Regions from separate parts of the Mus musculus genome. Here region 2 is linked to region 1. Evidence: chromatin contacts called from public HiChIP or PLAC-seq data. All regions are on one chromosome and are shown on one strand. Each heading gives the region's core, a stretch centred on a gene start, on an enhancer-like site or on the middle of the called end of the contact. The rest is flanking DNA. Distances are from core to core; before and after follow the strand shown.

Region 1 (6,282 bases), core at 773-3,272:
AGGTAAGCCCATATATGTATCACTTTATGCACTCATCTGTTGACAGATACCTCAGCTGCTTGCAGACCTTGGCCATTGTGAACAGTGCTCAGTAAACATGGGTATGCAGGCGGCTCTTTGTAGTATGCTGACTTAGATTCCTTTGGGTGTCTCTAGTTGTGAAACTGTCCAGTTTTACTGTCTTGTGGCCCAGTCTTGTGGCGTGACACAGAGGTAGTTGCTCAAGAGTTACAAGAACATAATAGGAAAATTGTACCACATTGTAGACAGGAAGGTTACAGTCATATGCAGGTTAGCAGAGGTTTTGATCATTAACAATTTCTAGGTAAAATATGTGAAAATATTTTGAGATGTGTAGCAACCATCATGTGGTATCAAAATATTTGATTTCTAGGCAGATATCACACAGATTGTTAACACTGCTCTGCTTTGTTGAAGCATTTTCTTCAAATAGTAGTTATGGAAACAGAGGTAATTGTTCTTCAAGTTCATGGCACTTTGGGTCTTAATTTCCATGCTTCTTTAGAATCACACATTGAGATAAGGATATGTATAGTTAATATGGGAGGTGTCTTGGTTTCTTTGATTCTACTGTGATAAAATACTCTGACAAAACAACTTTGAGGGAGAAAAGTGAGTTTTGGCTGCAGTTCTGAGTTACGACCGTCATCATGGGGAAGTCACAGAGGCAGAAGCTTGCAGAGGCAGGTCCTGTTGCATCCTAAGTCACGAAGCAGAGGGACAAATGCACGGTGCTTCTCAGCCCCCTTTCCCATTTCATGGAGTCTAGGATCCTAGCCAGGGAATATTCAGGAATGTTTGTACCCACAGTGGGTGGTTGCCTCCCCCTAGTTAGTGCAGTCAGGCTAGTCCTCCACAGGTGTGCCCAGAGGCCTGTCTTCGAGGCCATTCTAGATTCTGCCACCGTGACAGTTAACAAGTCATCACATGGGAAATATCAGACAAGATATACTGGATTGAGGCCTATTCTTAAGGAACATGGCTGCATGCCTTTTCTTAAGTGTATTAATTGATTTAAATCTGTGGGTACTCTTGAGAGCCAGCATTACTCATATACATTATAGTCATTGTACATACTCTTTAAAATTACTTAAAATATTTTTCATACAGTATATTTAATCATATTCTTTCTCCTTCTCCAACTTCTCCCGGATTTTTTTTTTTACACTTCCTTACCCTCCCAAATTAATTTCTTATTTATATTCTTTACACATCAGTAATTGGTAGAGGACTGGCGAGGCTAGAACTGAGATGGTTCAAACATAGAGATGCTTCAAACATAGAGATGCAAGTAGACTTTCAGTTGAAACGGACACACCAGATTGCTAAGCCTGTTGGGTATGAGTGATGGACCAAAAGCACCTGTTACATTGAGAACCCCTGGTTGAGAAGCTGGGCATTTTATATTTGTACTTGACATTTAGTAATTTTCATAATTTGGGGGAATGGTTAGACAGCAGCAGTTAATTTTTTTCTGTGTATCTGTCTGTATATCCAGGGGTCCCACACAGTGTATTGAATGGCTTCTCTTTCCTTGCTCTCTGGAGCTACCTTTGTCATAAGTCGAATGTTTGCACTTCTATACATTTGGTTCTGGGCTCTGTTCAGTGTGTCCATTCCTTGTACTTGTGCCACTGCCGTAATTGCTATGCTTTTAAAAGCAGTCTTGGTATAGCAAGACTTGATATAGTCCTCAATATAGCAAGTCCCCTCTTCTCATTGGCTAGGCATGGTGGCTCCTGCTAGTAGTCATCCTAACAGTGGGGGGCTGAGTCGGAGAAGGCTTATTCTAAGCACACACTTTTATTGTATTGTCAGGAGAGTGGCTTAGAGTCTGTTTCCACAAGCAGGAATGACAGAAACACCCCTCAGCTTCTGTTGGGTTTGCCTGCATCCTTGTGGAGCCTAAAAAGGGTGTTTTCTTTTTTCTGTCTCCATGGGGTTTCCCTCATTTCAGTTGAGACCACTTACCAGCACTTACCAGCTCTTCTGGAGCCATCAGAAGCTTCCTGTTACTGAGGCCTGTGGTTGATTCTTACTTAACTTACAACCATGAGTCAACACATTAGTTACTTCTTTCTTTTTAAAGCCTTTTTTTTTTTTTTTTTTAAAGGAGTACTTTGGATTCGCAGGAAAACTGAGGAAGGCACAGAGAAATCTCTGAACTGCTTATCCCTTTATACATGTACATCTTCCTGTTCAGCCCACATTTATTTCAGCTGATGAACTTGCACTGACAACTCTTGGTACCCAAAGTTAGTGTTTTATCTTAAGACTCACTCTTGTGCCCATCCAGCAGGCCTGAGTAAATTTATGAGTGCATGGACCTGACATTGTAGTGTTGTGTAGAGTATTTTCACTGCCTAGAATATCTGTCCTCTGCCTATTTGTAATTGTCCTTTAATTTTTTTTTTTTTTTTGCATTATTTTGTTTCTGCAACTTTGGGCAGAGTTATTTTTGGTGGTGGTGGTGGCGGTGCAGAGTCCCATGGATCTCAGGTTGGTTTCTAGCTCCCTGTATAGCTGAGGATGGCCTTCTAATCCTTTAGTTTCTACCTGTTGAGTCCTGGTATTATGGGTGTATGCCACACCAGCTGTCTCTGCGGTTTTTCGTATTGTAGTGCCCAGATTTAGTTTTTGGATCTTTTCTCTAAACATAGCTGTTCTCTTAGTTTTCAAATGCCATCTTTTAAATGCTGATGACAAGATTGTGTCTGTTGCTTGCCCCTCTCCCTTTATCCCTGGATCCTCACCTCCACTACCATCCTTGTGGATCTCTTTTTGGATGTATTCATAATCTACTCACTAGTTTTTTAAGCTACAGTGGACAGTGAGCCCATCCACATAAACCCTGTGCGCTTCTTGATTGCCTCCATGGGAATTCAGTTACAAGCCACCATTATGAATCACGTGCTGTCTTTAAAACTTTACTACAACAATTCTTCCAGATTTTAACTGTGTTCCTGTCTTTTCAATGTGTTCTTTTTAAAAATCCAAGCCAAAAGATCAGATATGGCACACACCTTTAGTTCCAGCACTGAGAAGCCCAAAGTAAGAAGATTGTTGTGTCAGGTTAGCCTGAGCTACAAAGTAAGACCCTGTCTCAACACTCCCCTGAACCTGTCATGAGGTTTCCTTTTCATTTTTGGAAAGCCAGAAGCTTTATAATGGCCCACATGCACACTGTACTGGACTGTAGGTCCAGGGATCATTCCTTCAGTCATATTTCCTGTTATTTCATACCTGTGTAGACTTGAATCAGTGTTCATAAACAGGTTTGGCACATGTACACATAGAGTTGCTACACTTAAACCCCCAACCTTGCATTCCCAGACATCTGTGTGGCCTTTTCCTTTTACTTCTGACTGTCACTTTTTTTTTTTTTAAGATTTATTTATTTATTATATGTAAGTACATTGTAGCTGTCTTCAGACATTCCAGAAGAGGGAGTCAGATCTCGTTTCGGATGGTTGTGAGCCACCATGTGGTTGCTGGGATTTGAACTCTGGACCTTCGGAAGAGCAGTCGGGTGCTCTAACCCACTGAGCCATCTCACCAGCCCCCTGACTGTCACTTTGATAGCAAGGTTTCTTTAGGTACCTTTATAAATTGTACCTCACCTTCCAACATATTCTCTGTACCCTTTGTCTGCCTTAAATTTATCAATAATATTTATCAATAGATATCTATATTGGCTTTCATTTTACTGTGTAACACTACAAACACAGCAGCTTCCACCACACATTATTATCTCAGCTTTTTGAATTAGGAGTCTTGGCTTGGCTAGGTGCTCTGATGAGGGGTGTGAAACACTAATGAAGGTGGCTTAGAGCCTGGATTCTCACCTGGAGACATAGCTAGGGAATCAGCTTGCAGACTTACTCCAGTGGGCAGAGGTGATTTCTTGCATCAGTCTGGCTGAAGGGCTAGCTTTTTGCTGACTTTTGGTTGAGGCCTTCTGCAGCCCCTGAGATTGCTGAAGCCTTTTGTACAACGGGCTTCCTCTCTCTCCACTCCCAAACAGCTTACCTAAGTGGCAAGCAGGGAGTCAAAGACAACAGGGACCATCACAGCTACAACAGATGAGGACAGCTGGGACAAGTAATTTGGAAGGAAAAAAATTACTGAAATTAGATATGAGAAACAAAACCCTGAAAGTTTTGATAAGCTTATTCAGTCACTTAAGGGTAATAAAAAGGGAGTTTCTGCATAGAATGCAGAGATTCACAGAGAACTTTAAAAACAATGCCTGAAAAGAATGAGTTAATAATGAAGGAAAATTATTTTCAAGATCATAGAAATAATGATTTGAAAAATAGTCTAATTTATGATTTTTCTTAAACCAGTTTATTTACTTTTGTATGTTGGGGTTTGGAGTGCTCACACATGTGCCAGGGTATGAAGGCCAAGGACTGCTGTTTAGAATCTCATTCTATCTTGTGAGTCCTAAGGATTGAACACAGAGATCTACCTGCCTTGGCCTCCCAAGGGCTGAAGTTAAAGATTGCCACGCACTCTGGTCGAAAGGGGACCAGAGGGTCTGCGGCAAAAGGTGTGACACCATCCACAGCAGAAGGCTGGCTTCTTAATAAGGCTGTATATGGAGATACATGTAGAATAATGGCCACTTCTGAAATACTAAAATTGTATAGCAGTTGAATCAAGAGTCATTTGAGTTGGGCTGCCTGCCACTCAGTGGCAGAGCACTTGGCTGAGTGTGTGTAGGCCTCGGAGTCCCATAGGATAGATTTTTTTTTTTTAAAAGCTAATTATATAGACAGCTGGGCCTCACTTACAAAGATCTGATTGCTTCTATGTCTTGGACGCTGAGATTAAAGATGTGCATGATCTCTCCTGGTGATATGCTTTTATTTTTTGAGACCTAGCTCAGACAGGCCTCGTATGCATATGTAACTGATTCCTGGTCCTTCCGCCTCCCCTAACCTGGGATGACAGGTATGTGCCACCAGGCCAGGTTTAGGTGTATGGTCTTTTGACAGAGCCATTGACACTTTATTTTATTTTTGGTATGGGGCATTGAATCTAGAATTTTGTATAAGCAAGGTAAATCTATCACTATAAGGGGGTGAGCTATAGCCTTACCCCTTCCCCATTTGAAATATATTTTGGGTGCCATAGAGATGGCTCAGCAGGTAAAGGCATTTGTTAGCAAGCCTGACAACCTGAGTTTGATTCTAGGGGCCTGTGTGGTTGAAGGAGAGAGCAGAACACTGCATATTGCCCTGTGTCTTCTACTTGCACACCATGGCATGTGTGTGTGCTCACTCTCAGATACAGACACATACACACAAATAAACAGTAAGGTGTAATAAAAAGTTAAACAAATTGAGCCAGTGTCTTAGTTGCCAAAGCTGGCTTCGTGCTTGTGATCTTCCAATTTCATCTTGCCCTGCATCTGGGTTGGCAGGTCCGCGAGTGCCTCTTGGCTTACCCACTTGGCACTTGACTTGACTAAAGATTTCAGATGATAACCAGGTTCAGTATATGAACCTTTATTTGAAGTCTCATCACTAATATGAAAGATGCTTTTGTCCGTTGTGTAGGATTAAGTCATGAGTTAAAGCATATTTCCCTTCAGTAGGTGACTAGATTGGAAGCTCTTCGAGGCCCTCCACCTTGGTTATATATTCAGGAACTAAGAATCATTGTCTTTGAATTTTTATTACATGCAGCCTTAGAAGATTACTGAGAATTTTTACTTGTTTAATTATATTTCTGTAAGCTTGTATTCAGTCTCCACAGAGCTGTTTAATAATTCCTGTGGCATGATAGGAGTGTTTCATGCTGTGGCATGATAGGAGGGTTTTATCCTGTGGCATGATAGGAGGGTTTTATCGGTAAGGATCCTCTGAGGGTTAGTTAGCAAATGTGTTGGATTGAAGAAGATTATTTCTTCAGGTTTTGAAAAGATAAAATATTAATTTAGATTCTCTTGAGAAAAGAACAAAATTGACTTTGGAAAGCTGGGCAGTTTTTGTCCCCATACCCCCATCTGTTGTGTTGAGAAGCGGAGTCTGTGAGATCTGATGAAGCAGATGGGAGCCGTGTGACTCTCCAGAGAGCACTTCCCTCTCCTCTGCAGCACACTGACAGGACTTCAGCTCAACTGTTAGGAGACTCCAATTACTTTCGGGATTTTGAATATTATTGGGTACTTTTGCTGAGAAGATTCATTTCTTACAAATGTGGAATTAAATTTTCCTTGTGCTTAAGAATATTTGGAATTTTTATCTGAGCTTA
Region 2 (6,742 bases), core at 2,712-5,211, 120 kb before region 1:
AGGAGGTTCCCAAAGCAGCAGATTTAGCGAGCACGAGGTGATCTGCTAAAGTGGGGTCTGCAGGCTGCACAAGGAAAGTGTAAGCCTGCAGGGCCCACAGAAGCACAAGGTGTTCATAGCTGGTGACCAATCTACGGTTCTTAGGGAAGCTCAGAAAACAAAAATGCAGAGCAGGGTTTTGAAGCTTCTCAACAATTTTCTTTCAATTTGTACTTGTTTTTGAAAAAATAAAACCCCTAAGTGTCTTAAGACAGTAACGAGATTATAAAATAAGGTAACAGGCTCCGGGTAACTTCTATTTTTAATCATGGCTCCTTGAAGATATTAATGGGACAAGCTTACATAGCCAGATGTAACAGACTCCTTTTAAATAGGAAAATGATAAGAGATTTGTGTATTTGTCTGCCAATAATTTTAGTATACATTAGACGTGTGGCCAATTCCCTTTAGTTTTAAGTAAATGAAGAAGGAATGCTAAGTAATAAATGTATTTGAGCATCTTTCTTGAGAAACTTCTAAAAGGAAAAAATAAAAGATGTAATTATACTCACACCACCAGCAAAACCTCTTGTCACCTGTTTTGTGTTGTGGAATGCACCCAGCAGCCGAGAGACCTACATTAATATCAACAGAGAAATGTTACACACAGAACTCACAGCTCAATACTTGAGTCATTTCTGATAGTTTTGCTTGGGGGAGTTGGAAAAACTGGAGGGTTTTTTGGTTTTGTTTTTAACTTGGAGAAGTTCCAGGAATACTGTCTCAAATATTATTAGCTCAATTGGCTGACCTGCTCAGACTTGAAACCCTAGACTGATATTCTGTGTTTTTTCTGTCTTTGGCTGTTTGTGTGGGCACGTGTGGTAATTAGTATGTGCATGCATGTGAAAGTCAGAAGTCCACACCAGGTGTCCTCCTCTCTTAGTTTTTGAGACAGGGGAGCTCACCAACTTAAGAAGATGTGGCCAGGGAGCTCCAAGGAGCCTCCTGCCTCAGCCTCATTAATGCTGGAATTACAGGCATGTGCCACCACCCAATTTTTTGCAGGTGCAGGAAATGTGAATTCAGGGCATCACACTTGTAGGACAAGCACTTTACAGACTGAGCCAATTCCCCAATCTCAGCACTAAAGATTTTGAAATCTTTTGATATTTTTGAAATTGAGTTTATATATGGAAGATCTGTGAACAGAGTCTATGCTTTTTGTTTTGGGGTAACAAAACGGGGAGTGCAAGTGAGCTTATAAACCAATGCATGGTTTCTCAAGTTCCAGGGAAGCCAGTGTACATACTGAACAGAGGAGAGCCTGGTGTGGTAGTATAGCAGGGAATTCTCTGAGTTCTAGGCCAGCCAAGGCTACACAGGGAAACCGTCTTAAAAAACAAAAAAAACCAAAACAAAACCTCAAGCCTGCTGTACTGGTCTTCAGAGTGAGTTTAAGGTCAACCTGGGTAATGTATTGAGATTAGATCTTACAATTAAAAACGGAGGGAAAGAAAGGTGCTGAGGAGGTAGCTCAGTGGTAGAGTACCCCTGTCACCAGGCTTAAGGCCCAGCACTACAATAGTAATTAAGCATCCCAAGACATGCAAGCCATTTATGATTTGTCTGCTACTGTGTCTACAGTGCCTGGTACAAGCCAGGCCATCCTCAATCCTGCCTGTAGCTGAGGGTTCCCATCCCAGCTTCCATGCCTGCAATGGCTGTCTTCTAACAGCTGGGATTTCCCACATTTTCATCTCTCCTCTATGTTCTTGGACTGAAATAATGCACTGACAAAGTCCATCCAGAGAGAAGTTCACATGACACACTGTCTTTCACCTTATACTATACTTGTGAATCATTTTACTCCTGTAATTCCCAAGGAGACGCGTTTTCAGGCAAGAGGACCTAGCCTTACCTTCCCGACCTTGATTTCAGGCCCTGGATCACCTTAACCCTGTGGCTCCTCGCTTCCTTTTTACCTTCATATTCCAACCCAAACCAAGAGATACTGTGTAGGAAGTAAGCCAGGCTCATCATTGTCTTTGGAGCCTTGAAAACCTCTAAAACCTTCACTTTCTCACTGGGAAAGCACCTATGATCTGCAAATGACCCTTTTTAAAAAAAAAAAGAAAAAGAAACAAATAAAACTTTAACGGACACTGGGTGTGGTGGCTCATAACTCTAATTCCAGAACTTGGAAGGTGGTGGAAGTAGGAAGATCAGGTCAGCCTTACCTATAGCGTCAGCTAGACTAGTGGAGACACTGTCTTCAAACAAAACAAAGCCCTGCCTGAAAGGAAGCCCAGTACTATAAAAATCCAAATACCATTTGGTACTTCAGCACGAGTTAACCTCGGGAGCCCCTTCTTAAGCCCTAATCCCTTGAGAGAGACTGAACCAAAGCCTGGGCCACTCTGCCAAAGGTCACACAGGCAATCAAGTCCCAGGGGAGCATCTTCTGACCCTATGGCCAATAAGTTCTGAACTCTTGTGGATTTCTTACAGGGCTAAAGGAAAAAGCAATTTTCCAGGACGCTCTTTACTACTTAGCCTTATTTAGTCCCCCAAGGCTGACTACACCTAGCAACATGAATCAGGTAGAGTGTGTAAGCCCAGACATTAAAGGACTGACTTGTTGCTACACCTTTAAAACCAAATGTGACCTAACAGCATCTCAAGCAAAAGTGGGTCTGAACATAGTGACAACGTAGATTCTAGTCACCAAACAAAAAAGCCTAGTTACTGATGTCCCAGAATCACTGTCTGCTTGATCACTGCCAAGACAGATACATCGATAGCTAGGAAAGCTTCAGGCTTTCATGTCCTTCTACATGGAATAGGTGCTTTCATGCAGAAATACCTGTGACACAAGCACATGTATCTTACAGGTGGGTTCGCAGATGTTAAATAGTTTGCAGAGGATACACAATTGGCCAATGGCTTTGTCAGGATTTAAAATTAAGAACCCCTAAATTGAATTATTAATAAACAATAGTGCATCTCCAAACCTCTCTTTAAAGGAGAAGGGCAATACAAATTTCATTTAAAAATCTGCATTGCTTATAGCAGACTTCTAGAGAGCCACCCACGACGGCATCAGATGACCTACGGCCTGGTCAGTACTATATCCATAATTAGCTAAGTGACCTTGGCCACCGGAGAGACAGAAAATCAAAATACCTCGGGTTTCTCTCAAAGATGACAATGACCTCCTGTATGACCTTGAGCAAATTTGTCTTCGAGGGCAGGTCAGCTCCACCAGGAAACGAAAAGACTGCATATGTAACCTGAAGCGCCTTCCAGCTCTAGTACCTGAACTATCAGGGAGAACTAGAGAGTCCCAGATCGCTGGGTCCCAACAACTGAAGGTGAAAGGACGATGATGCGATCTCCCTGAACGTTCAGAGTATAACTCCAAGGAGCACGATGCCCTGCGTCCTCTGAAGGAGGAATACCTACCAGGGCACCAGGCATCAGACTAGGAAGAGTTCCAAGAGAGAGAAAAATCTGGCTGGCCTAACGGCCCGGGATTCCCTCACCTCGAAAACCCTCTTGCGCCCAGCGTTTACCCGGTCAAAGGCTGAGGGATCAGGGAGGGGCGACCTGGGCATGCTGCCCGGAGACCCGCAGGTGACAGGGCCGCGGGGCCTAGGTGGCCTGTCTGTGACCCTCAAGGGCTCCGGGGGAGGCCTGTGCACCTATCCTGGAGGACACTGGTGGGGACACCCGGAGCAGTACTGGCCGCCTTGACCTTGACGCCGTCCCCGCCCGGCGCGGCTGTCCCGGCTCAGGGCTAGCCACGCACGGCGTGCCGGCCACATTCCCCGAAACACTGCCCGCGGGCCATGAGCCGCCTCCGCGCGCTCGCCTCCGCCATCCATCAGGCGGGATCACAGCCTACTCTCCCTGCTCGCCCTCGAGCTTGCTGCCCTGTAGCGCTCACCTTGGACACCCACGCGGACCCGGCCATCGCGTCCACTTCCCTCACCGCGGCGACAGCGGCAACACCAGGGCGCATGCGCATAGCCCTCTTCCCAAGCCCGCCCCTCACGGCCCCGCCCCGAGGCTCCGTGTGGCCCCGCCCCTAGCTCGGGTCTCTCGATCGCTCACCGCCCCGCTCCGGACCCCGCTGCACAGCTGCCGCTAGCTGACCAATCACCGCCTTCATCTTTTGATGACGCGCGGAGCGGGCCCAGCTGCGACCCGGAAGCCTCCTCCCCTTCCTCCCGCTTCATTCATTGAAAAGCTGTTTGGATGAGTTTTTTGTTTCCGACCTATTAGGGGACCAATCAGCCTTCTTTATTTGGGGGATTGTGCGCCCCTTAAAACTTTGCGGTCCCACTGGGACAAATATCTTGCTTATTTTCAAACATTGTTTTGTTTTGTTTCATTTCTTAAGACAGTATCATGGAGCTTCAAACTGATTATGTAGCTGAGGCTGGGTTTGAACCCCGGACTGCCAGGGGTTCCTCTTTTCTTGCCTCTATCTCCCAGGTACAGGGACTGTAGGCATGCACCACCTCGCCTAACTTGATTCTTACATTTTTTTTTAAATTTTCATTTTTTTGTTTTGTTTTTTGAGACAGGGTTCTTCTGCATAGCCTCAGCTACCCTGAAACTCACTCGCTAGACCAGGCTGGCCTCAAACCTACAGAGATCTGGCCTCTGCCTCCCGAGTTCTGGGATTAAAGGCGTGTTCCACCATCATCTGGCTAATTTTTATTTTTTTTTAATAGCTTTACTGAATAAAAAGCATTTATTAGTCTGCAGAGGACCCGGATTCAGTTCCCAGCACCCTCATGATGGCTCACAAATGTCTGTAACTCCAGATGTAGAGGATCCAGTACCTTCTTCAGGCCTCACAGGGCACCAGATACCAATATGGCACAGGCACCTACATGCAGACAAAACACTCATATACATAAAATAGACAAATCTTTTAAAAAGTACTTGATGTAAATGTACAATCTGAAGTTTTTAGCAAATGTAAGTGTTTTCATAAAATAAATTCAGAAAACACAGCTCTTGGGCTGGGGAGATGGCCCAGTGGGTTAGGTGCTTGTTTCAAAAGCATGAGGACCTGAATTCAATACCCAGTACCCATGTAAAGAGTCAGGAAAGAGTGAGCATCTATAACCCCAGCAATGAAAATCCAGAGCTAGGTGAATCCTGCTGCCATTGCCAGACAGCCTAGCTGATATGATGAGCCCCAGGTTGTTTAGTGAGTGGGAGACCTGTCTCAAAAGCTAAGGTAAGGATACCTACCATGAAGCCATGAAGCACTCAAGCACTCAAGCGCTCTCTCTCTCTCTCCCTCCCTCTCTCTCTCTCTCTCTCTCTCTCTCTCTCTCTCTCTCTCTCTCTCTCCCCCCCACACACACACACCACACTCACATTCTCCATTTACACACTATAACTCTTACTTCAAAAAGAGTAAGAGGGGGTTTAGTCTGACCAAATATAAGTAACTAAGGCCAGGAAACACAGGTTTAGATTACCCCAGTTTCTATGTTTCAACGTGGTAAACAAAAACAAAAACCATGTTGAGGACAAATCAGAGTTTGCAGACTGGCAGTGATGGCCCATGCCTTTAATCCTATCTCTCAGGAGGCAGAGGCAGTTGGATCTGAGTTAGAGACCAACCTGGCCTACAAAGCTAGTTTCAGGACAGCCAGGGCTACACAAAGAAACTTTGTTGCAGGATATTTGATCACACTGTGAACTCTAAGACTGTGTTGTTTACTTGGAAAACCATTTTCTAGTTGTGGTGTGGCTCAGCCTTAGCACACACCATTAATCCCTCAAGCTGGAATACAGAAATGACTTATTACTTCCTTTAATTCCAAATAATGAATGAAGATGAAGTTAGTTTGCAGAAGGAAACACCCATGATTGAAAGTGATGTCTGGGGCTGGTGAGATGGCTCAGTGGGTAAGAGCACCCGACTGCTCTTCCGAAGGTCCAGAGTTCAAATCCCAGCAACCACATGGTGGCTCACAACCATCCCCAACAAGATCTGACTCCCTCTTCTGGTGTGTCTGAAGACAGCTTCAGTGTACTTACATATAATAATAAATAAATCTTTAAAAAAAAAAAAGAAAGTGATGTCTACTGAGTGGCAAAGTGCTGAGTCAGAGAAAGATTTGACAGAATAGGATCTCCCCAACTCTCACGAGAATACGAGAATAGAGAGGAAAGGGAAGCTATGGGGGTGCAGGGGACAGTGCAGAGGGAGAGAGGAGACAGTTTTACCCAGAAAGTTTTGTAGAGACAGGTTGAGAAGAGTAGAAGATAGACACAGGCAGAGATAGAACAAGCCAGAAAATGAGAAGGAGCCAGAAGATTAGAACAGATTGCTAGAGTTAGTTTGAAGTAAAGCAGAGCAATTCAGGAGAATCAGAGAGAAGCCATACTGAGTCAGTTAGCATGGAGAGTTTTGAGCTAGAACAGCTGAGTTGAATCAGCCAGCCAGAGATCAGAAAAAAACTAGAAAGAGTGATCTTATTCAGCAGTAAGTCTCAGAGGCTGAAAACATTCTAGGCCCAGATTAGATTGTATGAAGGATAGAAGCTTCCAGGACTAGGCCTGGGTTATCAGACTGAGGCACTAAGCCTTAGAGATGACAGTTAAACGTTACTTTTACAAAACCCAAACAACAACAATACACTGGCTGTGAGACAGTGAAACTCACCAGATAAGGGAAGAGTTGGTCTCAGTCTTATCAGGCACTGACTGGCACCCACAAAGCAGTCCCTGG

What was found. HiChIP or PLAC-seq counts read pairs in DNA pulled down with a chosen protein or histone mark.
Region 2: a contact with region 1 is called in an H3K4me3 HiChIP or PLAC-seq map of bone marrow-derived macrophages, with 3 times the contacts expected there. The contact joins the promoter of Idh3a here to the enhancer-like site in region 1. A contact is called at or near these places in 1 of 39 promoter capture datasets (liver), 2 of 484 Hi-C or Micro-C datasets (the HPC-5 cell line and cerebellar granule neurons), 5 of 115 datasets of contacts at active chromatin or transcription factors (the 230-238 cell line, bone marrow-derived macrophages, neural tube and 1 more) and 4 of 9 other capture datasets (adipose tissue, bone marrow-derived macrophages, liver and 1 more).

What each region holds. Positions count from the first base shown.
Region 1 is chr9:54,463,466-54,469,747 of GRCm38.p6, reverse strand. The region is part of intron 6 of Dmxl2 (Dmx-like 2); the gene reads left to right. Among named protein-coding and RNA genes, the nearest start is that of Dmxl2, 35 kb to the left of the region's middle. Within about 2 kb of position 2,022, at least 53 of the 459 cell types and tissues checked have an H3K27ac peak or open chromatin away from gene starts, as enhancers often do. A contact at or near this core is called in bone marrow-derived macrophages, where this site is marked.
Region 2 is chr9:54,583,730-54,590,471 of GRCm38.p6, reverse strand. It overlaps Idh3a (isocitrate dehydrogenase 3 (NAD+) alpha), which reads right to left and starts at 3,961. Exons shown (of 11, transcript NM_029573.2): 1 at 3,929-3,961; 2 at 552-614. The coding sequence starts at 3,955.